Regions from separate parts of the Rattus norvegicus genome. Here all the other regions are linked to region 3. The links are chromatin contacts, called in public Hi-C maps. All regions are on one chromosome and are shown on one strand. The core of a region is the stretch at or near the end of the contact, and the rest is flanking DNA. Distances in the headings are between cores, read along the strand shown. Region 1 has its middle 260 kb from the start of Nrg1. Region 2 has its middle 340 kb from the start of Fut10. Region 3 holds the start of Nrg1 (neuregulin 1).

Evidence for each region. A called contact is a pair of places that touch in the nucleus more often than the background predicts.
Region 1: a Hi-C map of the A7r5 cell line shows a contact between it and region 3, with 7 times the contacts expected there. The contact joins the enhancer-like site here to the promoter of Nrg1 in region 3. A contact is called at or near these places in 2 of 12 Hi-C or Micro-C datasets (the A7r5 cell line and mammary epithelial cells).
Region 2: a contact with region 3 is called in a Hi-C map of liver, with 5 times the contacts expected there. The contact joins the enhancer-like site here to the promoter of Nrg1 in region 3. A contact is called at or near these places in 9 of 12 Hi-C or Micro-C datasets (the A7r5 cell line, frontal cortex, hepatocytes and 5 more).

The regions. Positions count from the first base shown.
Region 1 is chr16:66,548,245-66,551,691 of GRCr8, forward strand. It overlaps a transcript of Nrg1 not described here. Among named protein-coding and RNA genes, the nearest start is that of Nrg1, 260 kb to the right of the region's middle. Within about 2 kb of position 1,422, at least 49 of the 93 cell types and tissues checked have an H3K27ac peak or open chromatin away from gene starts, as enhancers often do. A contact at or near this core is called in the A7r5 cell line, where this site is marked.
Region 2 is chr16:67,322,714-67,326,391 of GRCr8, forward strand. No RefSeq gene overlaps it. Among named protein-coding and RNA genes, the nearest start is that of Fut10, 340 kb to the right of the region's middle. Within about 2 kb of position 1,873, at least 8 of the 93 cell types and tissues checked have an H3K27ac peak or open chromatin away from gene starts, as enhancers often do. A contact at or near this core is called in the A7r5 cell line, kidney and liver, where this site is marked.
Region 3 is chr16:66,811,298-66,814,660 of GRCr8, forward strand. It overlaps Nrg1 (neuregulin 1), which reads left to right and starts at 1,345. Exons shown (of 12, transcript NM_001271129.3): 1 at 1,345-1,841. The coding sequence starts at 1,742.

The sequences.
Region 1 (3,447 bases), core at 172-2,671, 260 kb before region 3:
GGGATGATCTTTATGCAACTTTGGCTCAGGGAAAGTGAAGAGAAGAAAGTACCTAGGCTTCAAGACTAAAAGGGACACCACCATTAACAAAATCAGTTCCAAATCTTGGAAACACGCCACCAAGAGTTCAGACCCCACTGCCTAAATGCTGTCATTTTACTCCAGCCTTCTCCCTTCTGCTTCACGTTGCCCAGTTTGCTGTCCTTCAGATGCTAAAAATCCACTGGGAAACTGTTGCTTTATTTTACAAACAGTTTCTCTGTTTGTGCAGATTTGAGTGTAGGTAGAAGCCCTTTAATATGGGTCAAACACTATGAAATGCTTGATCTGTTTCATTTGAGAGAATTATGGTGCAATTCTCTCCCCCCCCCCTCCTTTACGAAGAAACAAGTGCGTAAGATGCTGTCTCTTCGACTAACTGATTATTGTGGCTTATTGGAATTACATCTGGTTTGCATTAAGTTCAGGGATGAAATCCTAAGCAGTTGTTTTGTTCAAGTTGCTTCAGGGAGTGAATGGGTACCTCCGAGAGCCTGTTTGTTTCAGGCTTTACTAACATCAACATTCCTGAAATTCTCTCATCCTAAGGCACCGGTTTTCTCACTTCAGAAGCGACTAGATCCAACATCTCCTTTGTTGAGAATGTGGAGTGAGATGTCCTAAATTACCAGGAATAAGAGAGAGGCAAAGTTTAACCTTGGAAAATACTGTCAAGGGCAATTCTGGAAGAAAAGAGAAAAGGGAAATCCTTCCTCTCGGTTTTAAAATGTGAAAGTGGAGGAGATGGGCGTGTTCTTCCAGGCATTGGTTCACCCACCAAGGAGCTGGAAATGTTTAGCAGCTGATAATTATCTTGCATTTATTAAGCTCGCAGTGTTACAAGTTGCTTACTGACCCTCAGGTAGCAATCACTATTTTAAAATGTGTCTTTTTCTTGCCACAAGGACTAGGCTTGAATGGAAGCAGCAGCCGAGGAGTCTTAAAATGCAAATGAGGGAAACCCCAGGTTAGAACGCTTCTGCTTCCGGCAGACAGGTTTTCAATCCTGTTACCTTAGCAACATTTGCCCTTGTATTCCGTGAATCACCTTGACAGAATGCATAATGTAACTGGCGAGGAGGGCCCGGTGAATTAGAAAGAAAACTGGGGCATATGGAAGTTTAAGATTGGTTGGTAGCTTGGGGTCCCTTCTGACTCGGCTCCTGCTGTAAAAATAGAAAGCCCCGTTTCCAGAAATAAAAGAACTCTGGAAGAAATAAGCCTGCTGGTTGAAAGGCATGGAGGTGAAAATATCAGAACTAGCCGGACCTCAGAGAGCAGAGATTTTCCAAAAATATCCTCCCCACCAGCCGCGCTGCAGATGTGTCGTTCTGGCTCCTAGAGGCTAGCCATCTGCTGCAGTGTTTCCCTGGAAACCCCAACAACGCCCCTCCCGGCGCTCCTCCCGCGCCAGCCCTGCGCCGCTGAGGAGTGGCGGTGATGTCACTGCTGCTAGCTAGGAGGGAATCCCGAGATCCGCGTCCCTTGGGTGGAGCCAATCATGGTGGGCTCTGCTGCTGGGAACCTGAGACAGAAAGACATTACCAAGGCAATATGCCATTCATCACAGTCCACAAAACACGGGTTTGAACAGATTCTAAATTCGTGGTTCTTGTTATTGTTGTTGTTTCTTCTTTTTTTCTTTTTCTTTCTTTCTTTCTTTCTTTTTTTTTTTTTCCTTTTGCTTCTTTGTAAACGAAGCCCGGCCCACAGAGGCAGCTCGGCAGGCAAACCTCCTACGGAGTTTTAACCACCTCTCTGTGGATACATGAAAAACAGACACGAAATGATTTTTTTAACCTCTTTTAAAAATAAAGGTAAAGACTCTCTCTTATCTATACTCTGTGGCTGTGTTGCTGCCTCTGCAGAAAACTAGAATGAGAATTTCGAATGAGTTGTAGTTACAGGCGGACCTAAAGCTGTGAGATGCTTAGAGGGTGTGTTCCGTCAACCCCCGGGATGGATGCTGATGCAAAGTGGAGTAACAGGCCTGCTTCCTTTCCTGATTGGTAGGCAGGATTAACTTTTGAGAAGCATCAAAAACAGGGACAAAGAGCCGCCTTTGGAAGATTATGCTGCCCTAGGTGTTTTAGCTCACATGCTCAGAATCTTAGCAATAATTAAGTAAACCAAAAAGCCTCTGTCGTGTTGGGGTAAATACAAATGGGGTCTGCCTTTGCGATTGTGCCTCATTCTCGGGTTGTAAATAATCACAGCGTGGTGGTCAGACTGTTTCTATGCAATATGTCACAGTAAAACCAGTGGATTCTTAGGGAATACATTTATCTCATCTTGTTTTCGTTGCTAAAAAGGAGAGTTGTGGTTACCGACTGTCCATCAGGTAGTAGTTATGTACTGGACATCCTTTTGTGCTCTGGTCATTTAGAAACAATCTAAATCTCTGTTGGCATTCCTAGGGAGAGCCGCATTATGTTTTTAGTGGCTTATAAGCTAAAGTCGCGTATACACTTTAATTTGTTCTCTTCCTATTTTTAGTGTTTTATTTATATGTGAAGGTTTGAATTCTCACATTTACAATTCTGTCATGAATCTTTATTGCCAAAATACATTTGCCCTTTCCCCTAATCTTTATGCATTTCTTTCACAAATAAGCTAGTGTGCACACACTCATACACACACACACACACACACACACACACAGAGGCACACACAGACATGAGGAAGAAAATGTGCATAGCCACGTTTATCTTTTCTGTAGTAAACATGCATAAGTCTTCACATATGATTTTCTGGAATTTTTCACCAATGCTTCACATGACTTCAATATGCGCACTTAAAACTATGTAAAATAAATCAGATTTTTAAAAATATATAAAAGCTAATGGATACAAAAGCAGTGCGTCATAAAGCTCTAACTCCTGAGTTAACCTCGCTTCTCTTCCACCTCTAGGAGAGTTAATGACGGGGATCAGGGTTTATACCGTTCTACGTCACTGCGCTAATTCGCCTTGTTGTTCTTGGATTAATTTATAAATGAAATAGTTAACTTTTGGAAGATGAAAAGATAGAGAAACCCTGACCCACGAGATACATTCTCTCTGCGCCCTCTCCCTCACCACACCCAGGGTCAGTCCACTTTCCCAGTGCAGTTGTGAGCCAGTCTCTCTGTCTTTCTGAGCCTCTCTTTGTCCCACAAGCTCTGGAAGTTCTCTTCTCTTCTCTCCTTCCTTCTCATCTATCACACTTGGCTGAGAAATATTCAGGCCCACTGAAAGCAGATCCTTACTTGTCATTATTAAATACTGGCACTTGAAGGAACCCACCTGGTCAAAAAAAAAAAAAAAAATGAGGACAGGCAAAAATGACTTCAGAGAGTGATCCCTAAGCCTGGCTCGTTATAGATTCTATTTTCATTTGCTGGTGACAGGCTCAGCCAATAAGCAGTGT
Region 2 (3,678 bases), core at 623-3,122, 510 kb after region 3:
GCAACCAACAGATTGGGAAAAGATCTTTACCAATCCTACAACAGATAGAGGCCTTATATCCAAAATATACAAAGAACTCAAGAAGTTACACCACAGGGAGACAAATAACCCTATTAAAAAATGGGGTTCAGAGCTAAACAAAGAATTCACAGCTGAGGAATGCCGAATGGCTGAGAAATACCTAAAGAAATGTTCAACATCTTTAGTCATAAAGGAAATGCAAATCAAAACAACCCTGAGATTTCACCTCACACCAGTGAGAATGGCTAAGATCAAAAACTCAGGTGACAGCAGATGCTGTCGAGGATGCGGAGAAAGAGGAACACTCCTCCATTGTTGGTGGGATTGCAAACTGGTACAACCATTCTGGAAATCAGTCTTGAGGTTCCTCAGAAAATTGGACATTGAACTGCCTGAGGATCCAGCTATACCTCTCTTGGGCATATACCCAAAAGATGCCCCAACATATAAAAAGACACGTACTCCACTATGTTCATTGCAGCCTTATTTATAATAGCCAGAAAATGGAAAGAACCCAGATGCCCTTCAACAGAGGAATGGATACAGAAAATGTGGTACATCTACACAATGGAATATTACTCAGCTATCAAAAACAACGAGTTTATGAAATTCGTAGGCAAATGGTTGGAACTGGAAAATATCATCCTGAGTGAACTAACCCAATCACAGAAAGACATACATGGTATGCACTCATTGATAAGTGGCTATTAGCCCAAATGCTTGAATTACCCTAGATCCCTAGAACAAACGAAACTCAAGACGGATGATCAAAATGTGAATGCTTCACTCCTTCTTTAAATGAGGAAAAAGAATACCCTTGGCAGGGAAGGGAGAGGCAAAGATTAAAACAGAGACTGAAGGAACACCCATTCAGAGCCTGTCCCACATTTGGCCCATACATATACAGCCACCCAATTGGACTAGATGGATGAAGCAAAGAAGTGCAGACCGACAGGAGCCGGATGTAGATCGCTCCTGAGAGACACAGCCAGAATACAGCAAATACAGAGGCGAATGCCAGCAGCAAACCACTGAACTAAGAACAGGACCCCCCGTTGAAGGAATCAGAGAAAGAACTGGAAGAGCTTGAAAGGGCTCGAGACCCCATATGTACAACAATGCCAAGCAACCAGAGCTTCCAGGGACTAAGCCACTACCTGAAGACTATACATGGACTGACCCTGGACTCTGACCTCATAGGTAGCAGTGAATATCCTAGTAAGAGCACCAGTGGAAGGGGAAGCCCTGGGTCCTGCTAAGACTGAACCCCCAGTGAACTAGATTGTTGGGGGGAGGGCGGCAATGGGGGTAGGATGGGGAGGGGAATACCCATAAAGAAGGGGAAGGGGAGGGGGATGTTTGCCCAGAAACCGGGAAAGGGAATAACACTCGAAATGTATATAAGAAATACTCAAGTTAATAACACTCGAAATGTATATAAGAAATACTCAAGTTAATAAAAAAAAGAAAGAAAAGAAAAAAAACATACGTACTGTTTTCAGCCTACAATAATTGAATACATAATGATATATAATGTTTAACTACATGATCAAGTGACTTTCCTACCATAAAGTAACAAATTAAACAGTCTTAGTTCCCAGTTTAAGTTACTGGGAAACATTTTTTTTAAAAGTACATATAGAAAGATAATCTTCACATAGTATTTTTTAATCTAATGTTCACCTTTACATCTCTACCTTTCTACATTCACCTTTTTTCTCTACATTTTTTCCCAGAACTGACAGAAGTCTGTCACTTTGATTTCATCACACTCAAAGTCCAGCTTTGACAGTCTCCAAACGTTCGCTTCCAATGGCTGCTGCAAGCCCTCCCTGTGCAAGCCACATGGATCTCACAAGCAAACAGGCAGTTCAAGATGTCTGATCGATTCTGCCCTACGGTTTGAGTTTGCAAGGTTGGAATAGGAATGCTCAGAGGTCGTGTGTCCCCTCAAGCTGGCCCCTCTTCCACGGAAGCACCACAGGCTCTGTTCTCATTTCCCAGAGGCGTCGTCCTATCAGGCACTGCTTAACTGCTATGCATCCGGAGATTTGTTCCTTACTGTTCTACCATTATCATCCAAAGGAGGACAACAGGAACTTTGACCACTTTTCCTGAGAATAATTAATGAGTGACCAAGCACGTTTGGAATGTACAATGCTGTGAATTGCAAAGAATGTGTCTCTCATGCCAGGGAGCAGCAGAAAGTAGGCAACTCATTCTTAAGAAAATATCCCTGATTGGCTATCTCTCTCATAATCACGAGCTCTGTTTTTGAACGTTAAGAACCAGGTTTAAAATTCAATCCAAAGCACAAATTCTGTCAGTAGCCAAGCAAAGATATAGTCTGAGGGGGGATGGGGGTGGACCCTATCAAGTATTTACAAAATGTCTACATACCTTCCCTTACTGACATAGTCTTTGGCAATAATTCTCCTTCTGTTGATGAGGTCCATGAGATTATAGGACCCTGAATGAGTCAATAGCCTGAAAAAGTAACTTGGTGTCAGACATACAGCACAACAAAGCCATCCACTAGTTTCTCTCCACTTGTGGCACAGTAGACATATTTAATATGCCACTTAGAATTCCATGTAAGCTTTGGGGAATGCATTTAAATACTGGTGCTGGGGGGGGTGCTGTGAAAGAACTTCCATGTAACCCCGTTGCATGACAAACAAAAGCATGTAAAATTATATGAAGATCAGACCTAAGCTGTCTCATAGGTCACGTGGCTAATTGTGCATTCCCCACAAACCAACTCACTGTTCTACTTTTCCTGGTCACAGAAGCTGGGGGTTAAAGCAAATACGAGGCTCACACGTGAGCAGTCATTGGTACTGAGAGAAAACTATTATTTCCATTATTCGTCTGCTAATGGGGCACATAAAAATATAGAAACAATGGGATGCATCCTGAAAGGGAAAAAGCCATTCCATGAAGCAATTCTATCAGCTTCTTTGACCTTTCTGTGTGCATCCTCAGTAGGGTTATGCCTTACTCTGGTGTGATAATGTGTTCATGCATACATCTGCATATGCAAACTAAAGGACAGTCTCTGGTGTTATTTCTCAAGCACCATGCACAGTGCCTTTAAAACAGGGTCTCTCACTGGTCTAGTATTCACATGGTAGGTGAGCCTGGCTGGCTGCCAAGCCCCAGAGATTGCCTGTTCTCACCTTGCCAATGCTGGAAATACAAGTGTGTACCACCTCACCTCGCTTGGCTATTTCACACAGGGACTGGGGTCTTTTTTGCCTGCCGAGCCAACAGGTTACCAACTGGGCCATCTCCCCAGCTTCTGTGCATTATTCTGGATGAGGACTCTTTACATGTTTTTCTTTGTATGGCTCAACATTCTGACAAAATGAAAGCCTGGTGAAGGGTCTATGTTAAGGTTAACGTGGATCTCTTCCTATTTTTGAAGAGAGTCCAATATACAAAATCCTTTAGAAGAACTGCCCTTCCCATCCAAAAAAAGAAAGGGGAAAGAACTACCCCTCACTTTTTCACAGCGGTCCACCAGGTAAGGATCAAGCCTCATGTCTGGTGCTATTCATCAAGAAGGGACTTCCCTTATGAACAACAATGCCAAGCAACCAGAGCTTCCAGGGACTAAGTCACTACCCAAAGACTATACATGGACTGACCCTGGAC
Region 3 (3,363 bases), core at 95-2,594:
AGTGAACACCTTGCCCACTTCCCTTCCCACCCATGTGTGAAAGGTGTACTCTGGATTTCACCTTTCTTTAGATCATGGCAGCCAGAGAACACAGAGAAAGCTGTAGACAGCAATGGGTCTGTTAGTGTTAACTCCAGGAAGTCAAAAGGAAGGAGCCAAATCACCCTGAAAGTGGGATAGCTGTAGAGTATTGATCGTTGGTGTGAGCTGTTTCTCAACCACAACTCTATACCACTGTAAATGAGCAGGCTAAGTTGGCCACAAGTGTGTGTGTTGATGACAGTGTCTCTACACGGAGACCAATGTGAATCACTTCTTGGTGCGGACTACTCTGGCCTCTGACTCCTCCTCAGAGTTCTCTACCTGGATACAGGAAAACTAGAATTCACTAGCAGTTCTCAGAAAGTCTAATAGGGGTGTGTGTGTGTGTGTGTGTGGCATTAATGAACTAAAGATCTGGACTACACAGTTCATTGTTCTACGGTCCCAACTCACTCCCTCACTCGAGGATCTGACCCTACCGACACACCTTAGACTCGTTACTGTCGATGGTGAATTATGGCTCATTAGTTCTTTTGGAAATTAAGTTGTAGAAAGAGATATCTGTGCTTAGGAAGAAGCTAGAGTGAGTATTTAAAATGGAGATGGGAAATCCAATAGTCATGCTATTAGGCACAGGAAGGCAGACACGTGCTCAAGTGGCTGATGGTACATCAGTGCAAACTGTTCATGCTTGAAGTTCACAGAACCCTTCCTCAGTACCTCAAACTCCGTTCCACCCCAGACTGCACCTTCGCCCTTAGTGCCAGAGAGAAACTTCCCTAAAACAGAGAGAAATGAACTCTGAACCCTTCTGGGAAATAGCAATTGTTCCTCCCCCTCCCTGGGATTCCAGGTCTCCAGAGCAATCATTGTGGAGCAGGTGCTACAGTTACAAACTTTTCTCCATCTTCCACCCTTCACTTCCCCTACCACGCACTTTTCAAGGCTTGGATCAGCTCAGCAGCCTGCCAGGGACTGCTAGCACCAGCGTCCCTTCCAGGGCTCTCCAGACTGCTCCGTTCGGTCTGGCGGCGGCTGTGGCAGTGTCAGCGCAGCTTCCAGCGACCCCTGTCGGGAGTTCCCGGCAGCCGCTGGGCTCGGCCGCCCCCAGCTTGGCCGGGCTGCCAGAAGAAAGGGGCTGAGCCGCGATCGCCCAGCTCAGGCTCCTCCCGGTGGCGTGTCTGCGCCTCGGGGTGGGGGTGTGGTGGGGAAGAGGGAGGGGGCGAGGCGAGGGGAGGGTGCGAAGGAGGCGCCTGCGTCCAACCTGCGGGCAATTGAAAAAGAGCCGGCTAGGACTTCCCCAAAACTTGTGGGAACTCCGGACCGCGCGGGCAGCAGGAGCCGAGCGCAGCGCAGCGGCCGCAGCTGCCGGGAGATGCGAGCGCAGACCGGATTGTGATCACCTTTCCCTCTTCGGGCTGTAAGAGAGCGAGACAAGCCACCGAAGCGAGGCCACTCCAGAGCCGGCAGCGGAGGGACCCGGGACACTAGAGCAGCTCCGAGCCACTCCAGACTGAGCGGACGCTCCAGGTGATCGAGTCCACGCTGCTTCCTGCAGGCGACAGGCGACGCCTCCCGAGCAGCCCGGCCACTGGCTCTTCCCCTCCTGGGACAAACTTTTCTGCAAGCCCTTGGACCAAACTTGTCGCGCGTCACCGTCACCCAACCGGGTCCGCGTAGAGCGCTCATCTTCGGCGAGATGTCTGAGCGCAAAGAAGGCAGAGGCAAGGGGAAGGGCAAGAAGAAGGACCGGGGATCCCGCGGGAAGCCCGGGCCCGCCGAGGGCGACCCGAGCCCAGGTGAGTGCCAGCCGCTCCGCTGCTCCCAGGCGGGCACCTACTCTGGTCCCGTGCGTCCCTGCTCAGCTCTCTTGGCGCCTGACCCGGTCCCCGAGCTGCGGTGCGGGGGCTGCCTCCACCTGGTGCCCGTGCGCTTCCCGCACCCCGAGCCTGCTGGTCATCCCTCCGGGGCCCTTGGGGTCGGCTGTGCGCCGCGCTCCCGGGCTCTGCCCTCGGTCCCCGCGTCAATCGCGGAGCCCAGCCCGGGAGTGGGGCTCCGATTGCGGGATCCCTACGGGCTGCGCGTGCCCTGCGGCCCGAGGACTTTGAGCGGGCCGGGTCTGCCCTCTAGCGAGAGAAGCGGGAACCGGCTCTGGGTTCGAGAGCCTGCGCCCCTCCGCCTGGGCCCGGGCTGCGCGGAGGGTGGTCGGGGAAAGGGTGGTGTGGGCGCCCGGGCGTCCGCGAGGTGGGCGGAGGGAAGCGGTTGGACAGCCGCTGTGCGAGCCTAGGATCGCTCTGATTGCGTGCGGCGATAGAGAAAGCCAGAGCGGCTGAGAGGGATTCCTAAAGGTCAGCGAAGCACGCAGAACCTGACCCGGTGCCAAGATTCAGGTCCGCTCTGAATAAATTTGGCTTCAGCTGTTGAAGTTTTCAGGGTTGCCCTGATAAAAGATGGCTAGTTTAGTTTCCCAAGAGACGTCAGAAAGGAACAATTTACCCCAGGTTTTGAACCCCATTGCTTACCGATTATATATGGAATGAAAAAGGGGTGGGGGGAGTTAAGGTTTTTTTGTTACCAGATCTTTTTAATCCACCGTCGGAGCGCAATCTAAAGGCCACTGCCACCCTAGATATCTCAAGGGAAGGCTATTACATTGACTTGGTCAGAAGAGGTATAAAAGGTCGCCTGTGACCAAAACTTGTCAGAGTTATTAAATAGATGCTTAAGGGGTGGCGCCTGAGAGGGTCTTTACCGTCCCTCTGCAGTCCCCTACAGTGGATCTGGATGCCTTGTGACTCTTAGAGCATCCCCAACACACATTGTGAAGTACTTCAGGGAAATTAACAACACTTGTGCAGTCTGTGCCTAAAGGAGATAAGCAGAAATATCTGCTCCGTGCAGGAAGAAAACAAACCACATTTTCTTAGTGCGCTCCTTGGATTCGCTCAGCATTTCAGAACCTGGGTTGTTGGCAGGGACCCTAAGTAAGGTTTAGAACAAAACAGAAACCGAACAGAGAGTAATTGTTTAGCCACTGGCCCGCTTAAAAGGCGCTGCTGATCTGTTTCACCTTAATTACCCCGCGTGAGCCTTCCTGAAGGTAGACGGATGTTTTCCCAATATTTACTGTATATTTTGGAGATTAACTGCAACATTGTACTCAACAAAGTACGGAACAACAGGGATCTGGGTTAATGTCATCATAGTATGTTAAAGAGACCCAGAATCGTAAAGGTATAAAGAACTTTCTGTTTCACTTGTCACCACTTGTGGCTTTTATCAATGGTTTGCATGGGCTGGTTAGACCGGTGGTTCTCAACC